Regions from separate parts of the Mus musculus genome. Here region 1 is linked to region 2. Evidence: chromatin contacts called from public HiChIP or PLAC-seq data. All regions are on one chromosome and are shown on one strand. Each heading gives the region's core, a stretch centred on a gene start, on an enhancer-like site or on the middle of the called end of the contact. The rest is flanking DNA. Distances are from core to core; before and after follow the strand shown.

Region 1 (2,849 bases), core at 100-2,599, 350 kb after region 2:
ACTACTGAACTTAGCACAATTTTTTCCATGAAGCCACATGTGCCAGGCTTGAAGGAGATGGAAAAAGAGGGGAAGGGGACAGTAAACTGAGAATCAGTAAAGGTCATATAAATTTCACTTCATAGCAGCTACAATAATTTTTAAATTATTATAATGAACTATAAAAGTCGAATCACATCTCCATCTACAAGAGATTTATAACACTGGCCGTTTCTCCATGGGAAAAAATGCATGTGAATTTACAGATAAGAGCAATTTTCATACTTAAAATTGGTGTTGTTATGCTTGTTGCAATTACCCAGCCTTCTCTTCTCTATAGCTTGAAGCCACGAGCCTCCTGCGTTGCCAACCCGGGATTATAGGTATGTACTGAACAACTCACCTCACAACTAGAACTGCTCAAAACATCCAGTAGTTCACTTAGAATAAATGCATGAAGATACTATTACAGTATTCCTCAAAGCAACTTCAAAGCAAAAGAAATGGTGTTAAATAAGTTCCTCTTTGTACTTTCAACAATAAATCCCCTTAGAATGGTAATAGCTTATTGAACATCTGTTATGTGCCAGGCTCAGGTCTAAGCTTTATACTCATTGCCTCTTGTTACATAACAAATCTCTGGGCTGGAGTGTTACTATCCTTATACCAAGATGAAGAAATGGCAACCGAGAAAAAGAGCAACTTGCTTGTCATCACACAGCTGCCACTCTGAAGCCTCATCCCTCCCGATCCCCGAACTGAACATACAAACCGGACCCTAGAGCCCTTGCTTTTAATGACCAAGCATGAAAACCATTCTTTGCAAAACTTCATATTTTATGGTTAAAAAAAATGTCCTCAAGATTGAATTAAAGGATTTAATAATATTTTTCCCCAAGAATTCTGGACTATAACACGTGATAGATCATTTCTGTACTCACTTCAAACACAAAAGAGAATCTGGGAGCAAAGGAGATCTGCACAATTCCTGCATTTTCTCAGCAACCTTGATGATTTATGGGAAAATAAAAGAAAGTGGAATACTTGAAATTGCTATGATAAAAATGAAAAATGCTTTAGACTGCGTGGTTGCCCATCTGTCATACATACCTCATGCCACAAGGGCCAAAGAGCTCTCTCTTATGCTGTGCTCACTGAAATGCGAGAACCCCTCAGTGAGGACACAGGAATAAAAGAGTCCTAACAGATCAATGTCATGCTGCCAAGGTGTAAAGGCAACACGCCATGACAACACGCTGGATGAAGTCCTGGCCAGGTTGCCAACAGCTTCGGATGAGTGTTCAACAGGCCTGGCTAATTAGGGCTGTGGCCACAGCTGTCCCCAATTAGAGACCCTCTGGCTCAGCTCAATGAAGACATCTCAGACCTCTGGGCAGGCTGTCTACTTGGGATGCATGCCCCAGGGATGAGTTCACCTAAGGGTGCCTAGCAAATCTCTGTTGATGTAAGCTTTAAAACTCTTTAACGTTTCTGTGGTCAAAGCAAGATTTTATTCTTTATTTGTTATAGACCTGTGACCTAGCCTTAAAAATATGACAGAAGATGTAGTTAGCAAATTATTGTCATATTTGGGCTTTTTCTTTCTTTTCTTGTAATTGCTGCTGCTGCTGCCTCTTCTTCTCCTTCTCCTTCTCCTTCCTCCTCCTCTTCATCCTCCTCTTTCTCTTCCTCCTCTTTCTCTTCCTCCTCCTCTTTCTCTTCCTCCTGCTCTTTCTCTTCCTTCTCCGCCTTTTTCTCTTCCTCCTTCTCTTTCTCTTCCTCCTCTCTCTCCTCCTCCTCCTTTTCCTCTTCTTCCTCCCGTTCTTCCCTCCCCCTTTCTCTTTCTGCAAGTTCTGATGCACTTCTTACTTGAAAGCCAGGTAAACATGACATCATTGTGCTAAGATTTATCTCCTTTATATTCATTCCAGTACATTACTGGGATTTGGGGGTGGTAATTTTTTACCATTTTAGCTACTTTTTTGTTGTTCAATACAAATGATGGTTAGTTAATTGATGTCACTACAATATTCCTTTTTACAATTGAAAGGGGGAGGCTTTCTATTCACTTTCTGAGTGTTTAAAGATTGTTTGGCCTCCCACCATTACCAATGGCCCTCAGAGAGCTGAACAGAGAGGAGCCTGACCATTTTACGTCTACCTCCACGGGAAAGTCCAGAGGGACAAAGCTTCTTAAATAGAAATTCTTAAGGATGAGGGTTGAAGAGGTGTCAATTATTTTAAAAAGCCACTAAAACAGACAAAAGGAACAATATCCAAAGATGGTGGGATCCTAAGGGACAAGAGTGGGAAGCAACTGGGGTCTTTAGAGAACCAAGTCTTTTTTTTTTTTTTTTTAATAGATTTACAGAACACTGTAATTCATGGAGAACTTTTGGCATTCTAAGCAAACAGTTTTAGAATAAAACGGGAAATGAAGTTTTGCATAACAAGTATGATTTGGAAAGCGCTTATTCTGGAAGGCTATACGGGAAAGTGAATCAGGAAGCCTCTGACGGGGTGGGGAGGTGAAGAAATTGACAGTTGCAGGCTTCGGGACCAGCCAGCCAGACCCAGGTTTCAGTTCTTCATCTCTTAGCGAAGGCTCTGTGACTGCACAGGTGCTTTACAGGATGTCACCTTCTCATGTTGATCTGCAGAGTGGGTTTACCAAACACACGCTGAGGGCAAGAACTCAGAGGCTGTGTCCTGCCTGGAATGGGGTGCTTCCAGCCTACAGTTAGCGCTGCTGAGGGTACTTGGCTTCCTTTAGAAGCCTGAGGGCCAGCATAGTGCAAAGCTTGTCTTGTCAGTAAGAATCCTCGTGTCCCATCCCTGGTTCCATGCGCAAAAGAAATAGCAGATTTGCA
Region 2 (2,740 bases), core at 108-2,607:
AATTGTAGGTTTTTATATGTAATAAAGTCAATTTTATATACAACCCAAGTGATCAGAGTGTGACCTCATCTGAACTTCAAGATCTTCTGGGATTTGTGACCTTAGCAAAAACGTCTTGGTCCCTTAACGTAGCTCCTTCTTCAGGCGATTATTTCATTTCAACATGCGAGTCTTTTGCTCTTTGCAGAAAAACATGAAAGGGACTTTCATCTCTCTGGCCAGAGAGTTTGACCACCTACTAAGAATCCTAACTCCACCTGTCTAGTATTAGCAGTTCTCACCCTCTCGTTAATGTGCACTGGGTACTGCGTGCAGATGCAAGATGTCAATTCCAGAATTCACAGATCAGTTAATTCATTACTTCTTAGAGCCCCGTGTCTTAGTGTGTCATGTGCATTCAAACAGAAGTGGGAATTTTATTAAGTGAGTTACTTTGTTGATGCTGTAAAACACTTAAGGGAGACAGGATTCATCTTGGTTTACAGTCTAGAATATACTCTGTTGTGGTGGGACAGGCGGAACAACAGGAAAAAGTTGTGGATGTGGAAGTGAGATCATATACTGCCTGGCTTACATCTCAGTGGATGCACATAGGATGGATTCTAGGGCTCATCTCTCGTTCTCCTTTTCCCTCATTCATTATCTCCAAGTTTGGAGCAAAATATGGCCACCAATAACCCCTATCGGGTCAGCTAAGGTTTGTTTCCCAATAAGAAGATTCCCTACCCAGTACATAAGAAGAGAAAACCTCCCTTGCATCTCAGTACTTGGATCTTTGAAATTTAATAAGGCTTCTCATTCCCAGAGGCCATCTCCAGAGAAAACACAAACCCTAGACATCATCTCTGTTCCTAAGAGATTGACAGTTGCCATGGGGATGGGATGGGGTGCTGTCCTCTGGTGCTCCATGATTTCATCCCAACAGAGCTCCTGCTGAGCCCTAAGTGCCTGCTAAGATTTTTATAGAGGTCCATCAGCTGGGCCTCACAGAGGAAATGCTGGGTCCCTGTGCACTGGAGCCAGGGACATGATTTATTCAGAACTTACTGAGTGATTCTCACTTCCTTGCTTCCTTCACGGAAAAACACAAAAATTCTGATTCTGTTATAACGCCAGGCTCCTGGTTTCAGTCATAATTCTTATGTGGATTTCAATGGCTTATAATTAAAAGTAGAGAGCACTCCAACAACCCTTCAGATGATCAAGCACCAAAGGACCAGTGGATGCATCTAAATGCAGCCTGACTCCAAATGGTAAGCTTTAGATTTTTGCTTTTTATCCCTCTGTGGCCATAAACAGAGAAAGCAGCTCAGGCTGGCTTCAACAGGATCTTAGTCATGACTCAGCCAGTGCTGGGAATTTCAGCTGAGAATACAGCAAGTCCATCAGCTATTTCACAGACTAATGAGAAATCTGACTCTGTTCCTGGACAGAAACAGCTCTCAAAGACAGCATGGCCATGCTGCATAGGAGAGAGCGGTAGACTGCGGCAGGCAGCCAGGAGCTACCTGATACACAATCCATGGTCAGATTCATATTGATTTTGTATTGGAGAGGGGCAGGGGTGAGCATCCTGTGATGCAGACGACTCATCTCGAGAGGATTTGAAGGAGTCCAGGGGAGCCTTGAGCCCATCCATCATCATCATCATCAAGTCAGGAAATAGGAAAATTGGACTAATGTTAAGTCCTTAAATAGATTCAGCAATATCCGTCCTGGACCATAGGCAGAATTTCAGCTTCCATCTTCAAAGTCAGTGTCTCAGCTAGGCATGCCTTTCTCCCCTCCCCCACCCTTTTTTTTTTTTTTTTAACGTTTAGATAGGATGTCACTGTTTAGCTCAGACTGGCCACAAAGCTAACATCCTTCTGCCCTACTCTCCCAAGTGCTGAGATTGCAGGTATGTGACAGAACGTGTACCATATGACACACGTTATAAAAAATATAGTGGAAATTAGTTAGAACATTTAGGACATATAAATAACAACATCACATCTAGCACTAACAGAAGAAGAGAACAAACCACTAACTTGAAGGTTGTCCATGCTAACTCACATGTTTTGCCCCCGACTCTTAGAAACAAACTCTATGCTTAATCACACATTTTCTATTCAGAGGCATTTTGGGGCAAAATAGTACATAGTATTGACTTAAATAAAAGCACATTATATAAATATAAATAAACTGAACTTTGTACATTTTCTGTAATGTATTCTTCCTGCTCAAATCATCAATAGCCAAGTGGCTCACCCACACTGATAGAACAGAAGGAATTTTTTGTTCTCATTACTAGTTAGTATTTATTGATCTATTCTCTTGCCAGATAAATGTTTATCGTTTGCGTTGGTTAAAGAATGTATGATATTTGTGAGGGGAAAAAAATCTTTAGAATATGCTCTCAGCTTTTTGTATTGCTCTTGAAACTAGTTACACTAAAACATTTTCTGATCGGCAATACTGGGGTCCTCACAACTCTGTGTCTTTGGTAATGCCTGCCAGTGACAACCCATCGCAGTTTTGTCTGCTGGGCTCTTTGGCTAGGTTTTAATACCAACTTCTCTGGTTCCTTGTACATTAAATAAGTCACTGCTTCTCTTTTATTTTCAATTTAATTTGAAATTTTCTCCCTTTCTTACATTAAAACTTTTCTCTATTTCCCCCCTCCCTCACTCTCTCCCTCTCTCTCTCCCCACTCTCTCTCTCATACATACACTCAGAGGGGGAAAAGAGAGGGGGGGGA

What was found. HiChIP or PLAC-seq counts read pairs in DNA pulled down with a chosen protein or histone mark.
Region 1: a contact with region 2 is called in a CTCF HiChIP or PLAC-seq map of the NIH/3T3 cell line, with 7 read pairs. The contact joins two enhancer-like sites.

Annotation. Positions count from the first base shown.
Region 1 is chr8:31,974,647-31,977,495 of GRCm38.p6, forward strand. It overlaps a transcript of Nrg1 not described here. Among named protein-coding and RNA genes, the nearest start is that of Gm26578, 34 kb to the right of the region's middle. Within about 2 kb of position 1,350, at least 17 of the 459 cell types and tissues checked have an H3K27ac peak or open chromatin away from gene starts, as enhancers often do. A contact at or near this core is called in the NIH/3T3 cell line, where this site is marked.
Region 2 is chr8:31,626,989-31,629,728 of GRCm38.p6, forward strand. No RefSeq gene overlaps it. Among named protein-coding and RNA genes, the nearest start is that of 7420700N18Rik, 260 kb to the left of the region's middle. Within about 2 kb of position 1,358, at least 25 of the 459 cell types and tissues checked have an H3K27ac peak or open chromatin away from gene starts, as enhancers often do. A contact at or near this core is called in the NIH/3T3 cell line, where this site is marked.